Linked DNA regions of Mus musculus: region 2 is linked to region 1. Evidence: chromatin contacts called from public HiChIP or PLAC-seq data. All regions are on one chromosome and are shown on one strand. Each heading gives the region's core, a stretch centred on a gene start, on an enhancer-like site or on the middle of the called end of the contact. The rest is flanking DNA. Distances are from core to core; before and after follow the strand shown.

The links. HiChIP or PLAC-seq counts read pairs in DNA pulled down with a chosen protein or histone mark.
Region 2: an H3K27ac HiChIP or PLAC-seq map of T-cell acute lymphoblastic leukemia shows a contact between it and region 1, with 4 times the contacts expected there. The contact joins the enhancer-like site here to the promoter of Cacng4 in region 1. A contact is called at or near these places in 6 of 39 promoter capture datasets (cranial neural crest, embryonic stem cells, hippocampal neurons and 2 more), 2 of 115 datasets of contacts at active chromatin or transcription factors (T-cell acute lymphoblastic leukemia and stem cell-derived neural progenitor cells) and 1 of 9 other capture datasets (embryonic stem cells).

The regions. Positions count from the first base shown.
Region 1 is chr11:107,791,619-107,799,373 of GRCm38.p6, reverse strand. Cacng4 (calcium channel, voltage-dependent, gamma subunit 4) reads left to right here and starts at 4,668. Exons shown (of 4, transcript NM_019431.4): 1 at 4,668-5,129. The coding sequence starts at 4,910. Gm11650 (predicted gene 11650) reads right to left here and starts at 5,502. Exons shown (of 2, transcript NR_165828.1): 1 at 5,409-5,502; 2 at 3,521-4,436.
Region 2 is chr11:109,102,097-109,109,851 of GRCm38.p6, reverse strand. No RefSeq gene overlaps it. Among named protein-coding and RNA genes, the nearest start is that of E030025P04Rik, 38 kb to the left of the region's middle. Within about 2 kb of position 3,316, at least 28 of the 459 cell types and tissues checked have an H3K27ac peak or open chromatin away from gene starts, as enhancers often do. A contact at or near this core is called in T-cell acute lymphoblastic leukemia, where this site is marked.

The DNA.
Region 1 (7,755 bases), core at 3,419-5,918:
TTTGAAAAGAATGTTCTCAGAATAACCATCTCTCCTCCAGCGTGCTGGGCTGGAAGCTTTGGCCAAGATGGCCCTTCATATCAATATGCTCATCAGCGGGGGCTGGTACCAGAACAGTCTCTTGCTAGGGAGCTCACTCAACGCAGCCCCTGATGTGATTCCTTTTGAGCCCACGCGGGCTTCGCTCACAGCTCACTGGTTCACTATTTAACACCGACAGCGATGTGCTGGGTTCTCCTCCCACGGACAATGCCCAGGAGACAGCAGCAGCCAGAGGCCAGCATTGTCTGGCGTGGGGGGGGGGGGGGAGCCAAAGGGCTCTTATATTACAGAGCTGATCTTCTGCTTTCTGCTCCAGCTAGCACCTAGGGAAGGTCCTGGAGAAGAGGGGAAGGTGAGCTAAGACCGGTGGCTTTGAGCACTTGCCCTCAACCTCTGCCCCCTCTGAAGTAAGAGGAGGGAATCAATCAAGTCCTACAATCCACCCCATGTGACTTTGATACTGACTTGAATTTGATTTCATCTAAATGTATAGGAGGAGTGGAGAAGGGACCAGAGTAAGCAGAGTGGCCTCAGCATCCTCTGAGAAGTGGAGTGCAATGTTAATTACCAGAGCCTGACTATGCTCTAGAGAGAGCTATGTCCAGATCCTGCCTCCAGAGTTAATGTTTATCCACATAGACATTGTTTACAGAACGCGGATAAAGACATTCTCCCTTCTCGGGTGAACTTATAGGAGGCCACAAAGATCCCCAAAGACACCCACCCAAATATCACCTCCCTTCCCTCTGCACTGCCAGGGGCCCGCCTCTGAGGCTTCTATCTTATTCAGCTGGAGCTGAATAGGAAAGCTGTGTGTATCCAGCTCAAATGGGATCTCAGAGATAAGCAAATGAAATGGAATAAACTTGAATCTACAAAGCCAAGCGGTGTTTTCTGGTCTGTGCTTTCCCTCAGAGGAACCTTCTGAAATAAGGAAGAATAGAAAGTCATTTTTTTTTTTTGCAACTTTGCATAATCTGATGGAGGGGGCCATTCTTCTGGATGCTAAGCAGCCTCCACGTAGTTAAGCCTTCTCCACCCCCAGTCAAGCCCTGGGACATTCTGAGACTCGTCCCTAACCTTTGCCTATAAAAACTCAAAATCATTCTTTCTGTCTAGGTGCCTGGGATGCTGCCCAGGCTCCCTCACCAATCTCCCCTCAGATAAGCCTCCTGAAATCAGCACAACCATCTGCCTTTGAGCAGAGAAATGAGATATCACAAAACATTGCCACGGAAAGGTCCTTCTTTCAGGAGGACAAAGGGAAACAAAGCCCTTAATAAAGGCTTTCGGAGACACCACCCACGGTGTCTGCATCCCTGGTGGGTGGTGGGGCCTCTCCTCCTCCAGCTGCAGAGGTAGCCCTGCTCTGCCAGGCCAGTTACCTTGGCATTCGTGCTCTGACACGCGTATTATGGAGCACGAGCAGCCTAGTCCTGTATTCCTCTCCCTCCTCGCTAACTGCCTGGCATGGCCGCTCGCTGATCCTTGGATCTGAGACTGTGAGAATTTCACTCATGATGGTTCCATCTTCACAGCTTGTGGAAAGTGAAGATTTGAAGCAATTACCAGAAAGAACCAATGAGGAAAGAACCCCTCGGAATTGGGAGGGAAATGGTTTTGGAGAATGGCTTTAACTGACGGTCTCACGCCCCACCTCTTTGGCCATACAGGGTGGCAATAAAATATGTAGTCACTATACACTTTGTCCTAGGTGGCTCCCTGGAAGAAACACCAAGTGCCCTATCTCTCTAGAATAACGCTAGTCCACAATCTTCTCCCAAGCAAGGGTTGGATGCATCCTTCTCCCAGGTCTGGAAGCAACCCAGGGGACACTGCAAACTCTAGGGTCCCTAGGCAGCAAAACTCAGCCATTTAGAAGTCTTGAATCTAGCTGAGCAGAAATTTCCAGATTTCAATTGTGCTCACCCAGGCATGATGAACGGCCTCAGACAGCCCTGAGTTTGCTCCAGCTTCTTTGCCGGCGGTCAAGTCCTTATTTGACTCCACAGTCTACACCCACATAAGCTCAGGTCCAAGTGTGGCTGCAGGTTGGGTGATCACCAACAGATAGGCAAACCAGCAAGCCCCCATCAGGGTCCTCTCAAAAGAACAGGAAATAACAACAGTCTCCAGGAGCGGAGCTGCAATCTGACCTAGGGTGAAAGCTTCAGCAAGCTTCTCCACTTCAGCAAGCTTCTCCACTTCTTCTCTTCACCTTGACTCATATCCAGGTGTTTTGAGGTGTGGAGGGGCAATAGTGAGAACTCACAGAATGCCCTCTATGTGCCCAGAGTGCATCCTAATCTCTGTCTCCAAGAGAGAAGTGGCATTTGCCACTAATTCACAAATAACTGTCCAGCGCATGTGTGTCCAAGGCTGAGACCTGCAAAGCAAATCTGAAAGGCATACCAGAGAAGAATCTCCCTCCCAGGTAGTCATGGCTTGTCCAAATCAAGCTGTTCACTACCAAGGTGGTAATGATCTTAAGCCCAGGTCCCATCTCTAGATCTCTCCAAGACACTCCAAGCCCCTCTGTGGGTACAGTACAAAAGCTGGTCCAACTTGCTTCCTAGAGCTGAAGACGTCTGTCCTACCTCCTGTGTGACTCGGGGTTGCTTGCTTGGATATTATCTCACAGTTACCTAAGAAGGCATGAGGGGAAATCTACTCCCCACCCACCCCCTGGAAGATGAATTAGGTTACTGCATTGGTTTCTTCCAAGATCCTAGGAGAAAGCTCTAACTAGTGCAGGCCAGAGGATGTTTCTGTGTAACCCAGCACCTGGCTAACCCGGATGTGGGTTTTCACACCTTGCTTCATGGAACTCTGAGGAGCACAGAGGAGCTTCCAGCTGCGAGGTGTGGGGGGGTGGGGGGGGTGGGAAGGGGGGTGGGAGGGGGTCGGGGCGCGGCGTGTTCCACCTCATTTCCTCAGCAGTCAGGACACCAGGTTTGTTTGTGTTGGCCCACTGTTAAGGATTACCTCTGAAACAAAGACTGGCTGACTCCCCCCCCAAAAATCAAAAATCTCTCAGAGCACAGAACCTTGAGTTCATCTTGGAGGCTCCTGGAGACAGAGGTGAGCAGCCTTGCCCTGAAACAGGAGAAACCATCACATGCCTTCTGGTCCATTCAGCCGGATATCAGGCACCTGCTGGGTAGACAATACAGCCCTAGATGACAGTGATTTTTTTTAAGGGAAGAAAAGCAATAACTCTCGTCCTTTGAAACTTTGGAAAGCAGAACAGACACCCCCCAAAGGCAGAGGAAAAGGCCAGCAACGCTGATTGGGCTAGTCAGCCTGGCCCTCACATTTTATTATTCTGGTTTTTTTTTTCTATTTGTTTATATTCCCTTCTCCCAGCAAAAGATAATTTTTCCCAGGGCAAACATTTGCACATTGCTACCACACACGGCTATATACGAGGGGGGAGCTCACACTCTCCAGAGAGGAAGAACAGTGAGTGCTCTGAGGCTGGGGTCATTCATTTATTTTCTCTGAGGAAAGCTGGGAAAGTGGCCCGGGAGGTAAAATTGCAAGGGCAGCAGCTTTCCATGTGTCTCTTTCAATCCCAGGGGGTCAGAACAGCAGCCCACAGAACAACCCTCGAGGATGCAACAGGGACAAGGGTGTAAGAAATGGCCTGAGTTCCCCCCCCCCCCGTGGGTTTCAGGCCTCCTGCAGGGGAGGAGGGGAACTGGGTGGCAAGGAAGGAGCCTGGCTCCAAGGAGCTCGGAGTGTATCCAGCTTGGGACCCTGCCAGCACCAAAAGCAATTAAGGGAAGAGGCCAGAGGCCCCGAGGCAGAGTCTGACAAGGTTAAGGGGAGGTGAGGAAGAGCCGGTTAGGCTGAGGAAGAGCCAACCGGAGAAAAAGTAAAGGTTCAGAGAAGGACAGGGAGAAGAAACAGCTGGAGGCTACAATGTAGTTGCTGGTGTTCCTGCCTCTATCAGCAATGGACTATCAGAAGTGTGACTGTAGTGTGTCACATCCTCAGTCCCCCTTCGAAGAAGTCCAGAGCTCCCCAGTGCCTGCTAGAACCCCTTGGCTTGCTTCGGTTGAAATGGAGGTGATCTTCATCTGGCTTGGCCCATAAAGAATGTCTCCCGTCTGTGACCCACATCTGGGCCCTTTGGAAACGCGAGGAGTCTCACAGTACATCCCTGCCTAGACCTTCATAACCAGGTACAGCCATAAGGCCGTGGGGAAAGAAGGAAAGGGGACGCAATCTCCATCCCACAGAATGGGATACAGAATCCTGGGGACTAAGGAGATCCTGGCTGTCCCGGGTTGGAAAGAGAGGTGACTGGAGACGCAGCTTCCCCGGGGTCCTTCCAGGGAACCAATCTTTCTTTCCCTCGGCTTCCTTCGCTCTGATAATGTGAATGAAGCCTGGGAGAGAAAAGAGAGCGCGCGTGAGCGCAGGGAGGGGAGAGAGGGGAGGGAAAATCCCGGCCGTGGGAGAGCGAGCGCGGGGCCAGAGGCGGAGGGGCGGCGCCGAGAGAGCGCGCCGGGCGGCGGGCGGTGGGTGGAGGCGCGGAGGGCGCGGGCCAAGAGCGGAGGGGAGGGCGGGCCGAGAGGGAGGAGCCCCCGGCCGCCACCGCCGCCGCTGCCGCCGCCGCCAGCCCGCCCGGCGGCCCGCGTAGCCCGCGCAGCCCTCACTCGCCGCCGCGCCTCGGAGTTTGAGCCCCGCGCAGCCGGAGCGCAGGCACGCCCGGGGCGCGGGGTCGGAGCGCGCAGCGCGGCGCCGCCCCCCGGCCCTCGGCCCCCCAGCCCCTGGAGCCCCCGGAGCCGCGCGCCGAGGGAGGAGGGCGGGCGGGCGCGGCGGGCCGGGCCGGCGGGCGGCGGACTATGAGGCGCCCACCATGGTGCGATGCGACCGCGGGCTGCAGATGCTGCTGACCACGGCCGGAGCCTTCGCCGCCTTCTCGCTCATGGCCATCGCCATCGGCACCGACTACTGGCTGTACTCCAGCGCGCACATCTGCAACGGCACCAACCTGACCATGGACGACGGGCCCCCGCCCCGCCGCGCTCGCGGCGACCTCACCCATTCGGGACTGTGGCGGGTGTGTTGCATCGAAGGTAGGACCCCTACCCCCAACGCACACACATAACACGCACACATGCACACGCACACATTGCCCCGGGGAGTGGGCCGGGGGAGGGGTGGGCGCGGCGCTGGCTCCACGCGAGACACAAAGAACCTAAAGCTGGGAGGGTGGGTTCCCGAGTGGACACGGGCGCAGCAGCCTCGGGTCCCTCTAGGCTGGGGACCTCCCCAACACACCGATCCCACAAACTCTCGGCTCGCACGCGCACACCCCCTCGCGCACAGACACAATGAAACACACAGAAACTCACGCACGCGCGCGCAACCCGAGAGCGGAGCGATCCCCAGGGGCCTCGCCGGCGCCCCTGGGGGAGGTGGAGGCTGGCGTGGGGGCGGGAGGAGTCTAGGGTTGGGGGGAAAGCGGACGCGGGAGGAGGGGGAGGGGTTGCTTGGCAACCGGTGTCTGTGCGATTGCTATGGGAACTGGCCATCCTGGGGCGGGGCCGGCCGGGGGCGGGGAGCCCCGGGGCAGCTAGGCGCTCACTCCAAGCCCCCAACTGAGAGGGTAAGGGCGGGGTACAGGTTGGGCCCCAAGCGGTTCTGGGGGAGCCAGGTAGCTCCAGCCGGCCGGCCTTCTCTTGATCCCTGACACCACAGACTCACTCCTCTCTGCGCGATGGGTACAAGAGGGGAACCGCGCCGCGTCTCCCGTAACTGAGGCAGCAAGCCCTGGGTCACTGCCCCTCAGCACGAAGTCGGCAAGAGACCTCCGTAGGAACCAAACTGGGGAGAGGAGAGTCAACAGCGGACCAAGAGTGGGCTGGGAGGGGCGTGGTCGCTGTTAGGGCAGGGCGGGGCTCTGTGACCCCCCTAGTATACAGAGACTTGAGAGGTGTGCTTCGGTTGAAATGCATCTAGAGATAGGGATTGAGTCCCTTGGACTGTGGGGACAGCTTCTAGGAGCGCGAGGCAGAAACCTCCGACGCCGGAAATGCATTAGGCTTCTTAGCCCTCCTGGCGCCCTCATGCCCAACGGAAACTCGAACTAACAGGTGTCTACGGAGGGGCGGTCTGGTTCTGCCAGGTTGTAGTCAGATCGGCTGGTTGGTCTCTGACACTGGGGACAGATCAGGGGAACTGGCGATCATTGCTTTAATTTCTCAAAAATCCTTGCGTAGTGTTTCGACTTTCTTTCCGTCACCATTTCTCGTGTGCACTCCGCCCCTGGGAAATTGAGGAAATTCTTCCCTCCTCTCCTCCCTTCAGCTACTTAAGTGTGGTGGGATGCCACAGGAGGGCCAGCTCTTAGAAAGATAGCCCTTCCTGGACGCGTTTTGAATCATATGAAAGGAGGCATTGTGAGGTTTGACTTAGTGATACCCCCCCCCCCACTGTCCCCGCCAGACCCTGGGCTCCTGTCCATCTCTGTCCTCCAATTCCGAGTCCAGATCAGGACTGCTTCTGCACTTTGGAGTTTTATGCTAGCTCTGAGCGGTTTGTAGATGACAGAGTTGTGAGATCAATAGTTAAGGGGGAAAGAACGCCTCACAAAGGAAGTGGTGGGCCCACGATGACACCCCCCTTTTCTTCTGAAAAAAAAACATAATTTTTGGGCATGCAGTTGCTCAGATCGTGAACACCTACACTTCTCATCTGGAGAATGTACCCACGTCACTACCTGCCACCGCACCTGAGTTAGAGAGCAAGGGCTGCAGAGCTGTGTGAGTTCTGCCTCACAGGCTCCACTGGATGCCACCTCCCACCCCCATCCCAAGAAACCCACGGAGCTTGGACCTTCCCGTTTCCCAAGGGAAACTTGAGCGCAGGCAAGCCTGGCCTGCATGGTGACTCCAATGCCTTCTTTATTAATCCCTCATCCTAATTAGGATTGATGCTGCACTTAGCATCTTGCCAGCTGCCTCGAGCCGTTTGAACTCACTGTTCATCAAGAGAGCCCCGGGCTGATCAGGGCAGCTGGCTCGCCTGGCAGAGGGAGCCATCTGGGGGACTTCACGGAAAGAACTGGGCTGCCTCTGTTATTCCCCAAAGCTTGGGGGGTTCTGAGGAATGAGCAGGCTGTACCTACTGGGTGTACCAGGACCAGAGCATCCCCCCGAGACTCAAGGCTGTGAGAGTTGGTTCAAGATTCTTTGTCCAATGCTCAGATCCATAACTGGGCGGGAACTGCCAGCTTTTCTCATAACACAGCAAGGAGGCAGACAGCTCCCAGAGCCACTGATGCCCCCTGTGACGCAGGCCAGCACGTGGCCAGGGACTGAGACCAGGACAGAACAGTTAGCCTCTGGCCACTCCCTAGGGACACCAAGAAGTGTTTTGGAGGGTTACTGCTACTTTATTGGCTTTTGTGGGTAAAATGAACTATTTCTTCCTGTTTTCTAGAACCCCCCACAAACACATAAGCATGACATCTGCACCCCACACACACATGACATCTGCACCTCCACACACATGTCATCTGCACCCCCCACATACATGACATCTGCACCCCCCACATGCATGACATCTGCACCTCACACACATGACATCTGCACCTCCACACACATGTCATCTGCACCCCCACATACATGACATCTGCACCCCCCACATGCATGACATCTGCACCTCCACACACATGACATCTGCACCTCCACACACACA
Region 2 (7,755 bases), core at 2,067-4,566, 1.3 Mb before region 1:
TGGGTGTGGACACACCATCATTAGCTGGAGGCCAGGGTTTCCATTAAAGCTCATGCTGCGCTGATAACTCATATATAAATATAGTGGTCTATAGGAGGCTTGCTGTCTGAAACACACCTTGTGTAACATCAAGAACTGGGGACAAGGGAAGGGTACTGAGAGGCAAATGTGAGCAAATAAAATGATATGTGTGTGTAAAAATGTCATAATAAAATCCATTATGTCATGCAGTCACTAAAATATTAATATTATAAACATGTACAAATGCCTTGGCTCTCTTACTCCTTTCTCCTTCTCCAGCTCTTGACAATGCCTGATCTCTCTCTGTGTCTGTGTCTGTGTCTGTGTCTGTGTGTGTGTGTGTGTGTGTGTGTGTGTGTGTGTGTGTGTGTGGTATGTGGTGTGTATGGTATATGTTTGTGTGTGTGTGATGTGTGTGTTTGTGTGTGGGGGGCATGTGTGCATTGTGTGTGTGTATGTGTGTGTGTGTGTGGTATGTGGTGTGTGTTTGTGTGTGATGTGTGTGTTTGATTGTGTGGTGTGTGTGCATGTGTGTGTGTGGTATGTGGTGTGTATGGTGTGTGGTGTGTATGGTGTGTGTTTGTGTGTGTGTGGTATGTGTGCATGTGTGTGGTGTGTGTGGTATGTGTGCATGTGTGTGTGTGTGTGGTATGTGGTGTGTATGGTGTGTGTATGTGTATGATGTGTATGTGTGGGGGTGAATGTGTGCACCTGTCTCTGGAGACCAGAGGTAACAGTGAATGTCTTCCTTGATTGCTCTCTGCCTTACATTTTTTGAGACGGGATCTCTCACTGAACCCAGAGCTCACAGATTAACTAGGGTAGGTGTCACTTAGCTCCGGAGACTTCCAGCTTCTCCTTCCCGATCCAACCACTAGAGTTACAAATGTAAGCAACCATATTCGGCTTTCTGTGTGGATACCAGAGATCAGAACCCAGGCCCTCCCTCCTGTGTGGCAGGCAGGCTCTCTACCAATTAAGCCATCTCCCAAGATGCTTTTCTTGTCCCCAGAAAGCCTGATCTTTTCCTTGTTTCCACAACTTTGCCTTCTCCAGAATGTCATAAAGAACTTGGGTCCGTGTGATTTGTAGCCTACCTTCAGATTGGTCTCTTTTAACTGAACAATATGCATTTGTTTTTTCATCTCTTTGTATGTTTTATCAATGCATTTCTTTTTAGCAATGACCATGTGACCTTTTGATGTGGGGCAGAAAACTCTGTGGGCTGGGCTAGGCCCCTACTTGGTGCCATCTCCGGTAAGCTGGGGTTGCTAGAGGTATAGAAATAGGAGCAGTTGACTGCGTAGTGCCAAGGTAACATGACTGATGTAACAAAAGGGGCAGGAGTGAGTACCAAAACCACCTCTTATGAGAGGTAGGAAGAACATCTCAAGGCTGCCCACGTTTTGTTAGTTTATAGCAGTTGGTTTAAGGAGGATGTGGAGTGCCTGGAATATCCTTTTGAAGGTCACATTCTCTCATAGCTGTGGAGTCTCAGCCCATTTCATGCTTTCTGGGTAAGCAGGAAGATCTGAGTTTAGTCTAGCATAGACTACATGAGTGTGCACCTGTAACCTAGAGCTTGGGAGATGGAGACAGACAGATCTAGATCCCTGGGGCTTTCTGGCCAGCCAGCTTAGCAGAATCAGAGATCTCCAGAAAGGTCCTTTCTAAAAAGAAAAAAACAAAAAACCAAAAAAACAGAGAAGGGAGTGATGGAGGAAGGTACCCAATACGGATGCCTGGTCTCCATATGCATGTGCATGTGTGCACATGCACGAAGGAAGACATATCCTCAGACACATTAGACACTCCCCCCTCCCCCTGTAGGAGACACAGTCTGCCACCTGAATTACACAGACACAATGGGGCATGATAAACCCTCCTGGCCTCTGCCATGTGCTAACCCTTTCCTTAAAACCAAGCAAGGAAAGAGAATTCTCAAAGGTGAAAGATCACTCTCCGACTGCCTTAAATCAGTACGACTGAGGCCAGCAAGTCGTAACAGCTGCCTGGCTGCCTTCTGCCCTCCTTCATCAGTAAATGGTGTTTCAGAGAAACCAGGCAGCATCTGGACACCCCCAACCCAGGCAGGACCAGTTTGATCTCATCTGTCCCACTCCCCCCAGGGCCAGGACAAAAGTGTCACTCTGTGTGTGACACGGTGGCCTGATTTGTTCTCACCCCTGCAGTCCCTGTCAATGACTCCCAACTTGCCAGCCTCGGTTCTGTTTTCTTCTTTGGCTGACGTTATTTATCGCAGCGAAATGAACAGAGAAGCAAGCTTTTGCCCTCAGGAGTGCCATTCGCCCACAGGAATTCATCCACAGTTCTGTAGAAGTTGAGCAGCCTTGGGGTGTTCGCTCCTTCATGTCAGTGGGCTCCAGAGGACTGGGGTGCAAAGAATTCCTGCAGGATCCACCAGAGAAGGAGAGTGGGAGTGAAAGAAAAAGGGAAAAAAAAAACAAAAAGGAAAAAAGAAAAAGAAAAAAGAAAAAACAACCCATAGACTAGCCAGAAGAAAAAAAAACACCATTTGCTACCATCTGATAGCTCTTCCGCAAAGGCTGCATGCCATTGCTTTGAAAGTCTGCATTTAACAATACTGGGGACCCCACATCTGTGTATCTCAGGCCTGACGCATCTAAGGCCCAAACTACAAAGGTCTCTGATGTTTCTTTCTCCAGACTTATTTTTTTCTTTCCACGATATGAACTTTCTTACGGCCCCCACTTTCTGAGAACCTGTCCTCCCTGTCTCTTTCTTGCTGAGGCTGCAGCCATACACTGAGGTGGTGTGAAGAAAGCTAATTAAACTGCAGAGTCTCTGCGGGGAGGCAGGGAAGGCCCCGCAGAGCGCGAGGGGTGATTGATTTGCACTGTCACACGGCTCTGCTGGGTGTCATAACTTAGTGACAAACCATGGATTACAGTGGCCCAGACTAACTCACTCCCTTTGTTGTGCGGCAGACTTCAAAGCTGTCAAGCATATTAGTGTTTTTAATAAGTAGTTAGGTCAGGACTAGCTTACAGTTCAGATTTACTTTTCTGTACCACAGAAGATATTGGAGTTAAGGGGAGGGGGGGAGGAGCCAAAATTTATTAGCAGGATGAAAAATAAAGTATGATATAATAAACTAAACTAAAATAAAAGGCTGTCCTATAATGAGAGCAGGCTCTTTGTTGGGTTGTTGGGGATTTTTGCATTATTTGTCTAAACCACAAGGCAGCCTGCTGTGGGGAACCATACCTTCCAGAAATTAGATTTTCTCCCCTGGGGGAAAATGCCTCTCTGAGCTTTGGTTCTGCCAGGAGAGCGAGTTCATAAGCAAAGGGTTTCATTTTAATCAGCACAGGAGTATGGGAGGTCAGGGTGGTGTGTTTGCGGGTGAACATCCTGTTCTCAGCAACTAGGATCATAAACCAGGGGCGGTGGGTCTTATCTCTGAAGTGCACATCTCTCTGAAGACAGCTGCAGTGGGGTTTGTTTACCTTGGGGGTAGTTACCTGCAGCCACAGAACAGAGGCCTGAGCAGCACAACGAGGTGGGAGGCTAAAAGGCTCCCCTCTCTCATGCCCTGATGGTTGCCGTTGAGCTCATGGCTTCTCCAAGCACTGGCAAAGGTCTTTGGAGGATGCTACTGGGGTCAGACGACAGTGAGATGCTGCAGTCGTCTCTGAGAGATAGAGGTTCTAACTAGGAAAAGTATGTGTGTGTGTTTATTTGTATGTATGTATGTATGTATGTGTGTGTATGTGTGTATGTGTGTGTGTCTGTATGTGTGTGTGTATGTATGTGTGTATGTGTGTGTATGTGTGTGTATGTGTGGGGTGGGTTGCATGCATGTGTGTGCATGTGAAGGTCATTGATGGAAATGAGATATTGTCCTCTGCCAACCTTATTTTGTGTGTGTGCACGCACGCGCATGCGTGTGCACTCATATGTAAGTTAGAGGACGATGTTGAATGTCTTCCTCAAATCCTCTCCACCCAATTTTTCGAGACAGCATCCCTTACTGAACCCAGAGCTGGACCAACTGGCTAAGATGGCCAGCGAGCCCGTGACGAATGCTCTGTCTCTGTCTCCCAGTGTTATGCTCAGCTAAGTTTATTTATATTTTTATTTATTTAGAGATGGAGCTCTTAACTCTAGGCTGGTTTCCCATTCCTGGGCTCATGCAATGCACTGCCCCAGCTTCCCAAGATGCTGGGACCACAGGCTTATGCCACTGGGTCTGGAACCCCGGCAAGTTTAAGCAGATGGGAGCCTCGGGTCACAGAGTAGCATGGCCATCATTACACCAGATCTCAACAAAGGAGCCTCCACCCACATGCTTAGGGAAAAGTTCAAAGACAGAGACACAAAGGGAAGCTCTGGCCATTCTGTCAGCCTCTCTGGGCTTCAGTTTCTTCACTCCACATAACTGAAGAGAATCTTTCTTCTTCTGCTATAAAGTTCTGGCTATCTAAGAAAACAATGCCACAGGAAATGGTTCACAAATTCCCTGGCACTATGCAATCCAGTCAGAAAACACAAACTCTCATGCACACTTTATGGACATGGTTGAAGACAGCCTTACCTTGAGGCCCCTATGTGGGCACTCCAAAAAGATTTCCTCTCCAGAAGTTTCATTTCAGTTGATGCTGTGTGTGAAGCCCACTTGGAACCAGAAGTGATAGTGCATGCCTCTCATCCCAGCACCTGGGATGCAAGCTAGGAGGACCTGACGTTCAATGGCACCCTTGGCTACTTAGCAAGTTTGAGGCCAGCCTAGGATGCATGGGATGCTATATCAAAACAGAAATAAGAGTGGGGCCAAGGAGATGGCTTGGGTAAAGTCCTTGTCACATAAGCCTGAGACCCTAGTTTTGGAACCCTAGCACTCACTTGAAAAGCTGAGTGCATCCCCCTCTGGGGATGTAGAGAGAGGGGCATCCCTGATGCTCACTGTCTGATTAATCTAGCTGACTGGGCACAGTCAAGGTTTAACAAGAGACTCTGTCTAAACACATAAAGTAGAAAGCAATTGAAGAAGGCCGGTGACACTGACTCCCTGGCCCTGTATGCTCTAGTAAGAAGGCCAGTGACATTGACTTCCTGGCCCCGTATGCTCTAGTACACCATTGTCAGTTCACGCACGCTAAAATAAGGCCCATGTGAAGTGGCCTCTGTCCCCTTCTTCGTACACGTATAAATCTGTATTCCTCCCAGAGTTATAATGAATAAAACAAAGCAAGTGACAAAACCCCACCACCAACCACAATGAAAAAGCCCAGCTGTAGGCTCTCGCTTACTGTTCAGAATTGAAATGCTGGAATGATCCAGCTAAGACGGGCTACGGTTAATATGTAAAGATGAAGATGCCGAAGGCTCCCCCTTAGGCTGCCAATAAAGCAGCAGCCACCAGTGGAGGGAGACATGAGGAGATAAAGGTCCCAGAAGCACAATGCTTAGAAACTGGGACCATGCCCCAGTATCTTGCTTCCTGCTATGCAGAGCCCAGTGACAAGTCAGAAACCCTATCTGTTTTTAGGTTGAAGACCATCTCCTTCTGTCTGGGTATCAGCCCCAAGACATTACACTTGTACTTATTCCTGAATATCCTCTGGGAATTGGCTCCAGTATCTATCAAAGATACCCAAAGCCAACCTGCTTAAAGCCCTTACAAACATCAGTGGATTGGCACAGAGCCTACATCCAGCCTCCTGTGCACTTGAAATATCTCTAGGTTGCAGATAGCACAGAGCACACAGTAAGTGGTATAGAAATTGCTGGCATGCTGTAATGTTGTTCTAGGGGACTAATTATAAGAAAAAGTATGTACCTCTTCAGGATAGACATAACTTTAATGAGTACTTCCTAGAGCTGGCGAGATGGCTCAGTCAATAATGTTAGTTCCCGTGCAAGCATAAGCACCGGGGTTTGATCCCCTGAAGGCCCTTTAAAAAGCTGGGTGAGGCAGTAGGTATTTCTGACTCTAGAACTGAGTTGATGGAGAAAAGGTTTGTTCCCTCCCCACGCTGGACCCCACAGCTCCATCAAGTTAGCCAAACAGTGTAATCTACTAGGCAAATTTCAGACCAATGAGAGACACAGTAGAAATGAGGCAATTGTCTGAGGAACAACACCCATGGCCTCCACACACATGAATGCGCTTCCCCCCTTCCCATCCTTTGTTGAACCACCAGATGTGAAGCCCATGACATGTGACACGGAGGGCTAAGCATACATGCACAACAGCCTCTCTTCCTTAGAGAGTCCCACTCTGAGAGTCCCATTCTGTGATGGGAAACACCACGGCTGCATAAGGTGCATCCTACCTAGGGTGTTCCTTCTGCCTGAAACCAAGTGCTTTGTTGTATGTTCATTCTTGTTCATTAAAATTAAATTTATACCAGGGCTGAGATGGATGTAAGGTTAAAGCATGTATAACCAAGACTGATGACCGGAACCGAATCCCCAGGACCCACATGGTAGCAGACTCTAGCAGCCTGCCCTCTGGTTTCCATTGGGTGTCTTGTGCTGCAAGCAGCATCCCTGTCTCCCCCCAAATGGAATACAAACACTTATATAAGCAAGGCTTTGTGGCACAGGCACACTGACTTAGTTACTTGGGAGGCTGAGGCAGGAGGCTTGACCAGCATTGGGCTATTTAGATCCTATCTAAAAATGGAAATATAGGGGGCTGTAGATGAAGCTCCATGGTAGGTCTGTTGTCTAGTGTTTCTGAGGTCCTGAGGTTATGAGTTATGAGGTTCAATCCCTGGAATGTATGCACACACACACACACACACACACACACACACACACACACACACACACGAATTTACCATTACTTTAATAAGCCGACAGTCTCCTGTATCTTGATTACAGAAGGCAATCATGAGCCCACCTGGACCCGAGCTCCTCACCGTCACTATGGCCAAGGTTGTTCAAGTGAAGTCTCTCCGTGGGAAACACTGTATCTTATCTAGGGAGTTTGCACCTGCTCTTAGCACATCTCGCTACAGTTTCATTCCCAGGAGTTTACTTTGGAAACAGTCCCACAGGTGCACCAGGAGACAGAGACAGGGATGTCTATGAGGGATGCACAGAGTACTGCCTGAATACGCAGCTACAGAGAATCGCCTGAACATGAAGCTACAGCAGAAGGGACAGAAGGAAGGGTTTTAATATAAAAGAATGTGAGTTTATTAATGTTTTAAATTTTATTTTAATTATTTTAAGTATTTATTATTGGCTTTTTCTTTTTACTTTCCATGTATAGGTGTCTTGCCTGCATGTATGTCTGGTGCAACATGTACATGCAGTGCCTGAGGAGGCCAGAAGAAGGCATTGGGTTTTCTAGAACTGGAGTTACAGAAGGTTGTGAGCCACCACATGGATGCTGGAACTGAACCTGGGTCCTCCGGGAAAGCAATACATGCTCTTAACTGTTACGCCATGTAATAATACAAGAAATCGAGACTGGAGAGGGGGAGGTGGCTCAGTGGCTAAACTTGTGCAAACCTGAAAATCCAAGTTTAACCCCAGGAACCCACAGTGGGAGGAAAGAACTGACTCCTGAGAGTTGTACTCTGCCTTACACACACACACAAACCAAGGCTACCAACTGCCACCATCACTGCCACTGCCACCACCACCACCACCACCAATAACAGCAACAATAAATGGTGTTAAGTAAATTTAAATAAATACTAGTGTTTTAAGGAGATGACTGAGTGCTCTCTTTTG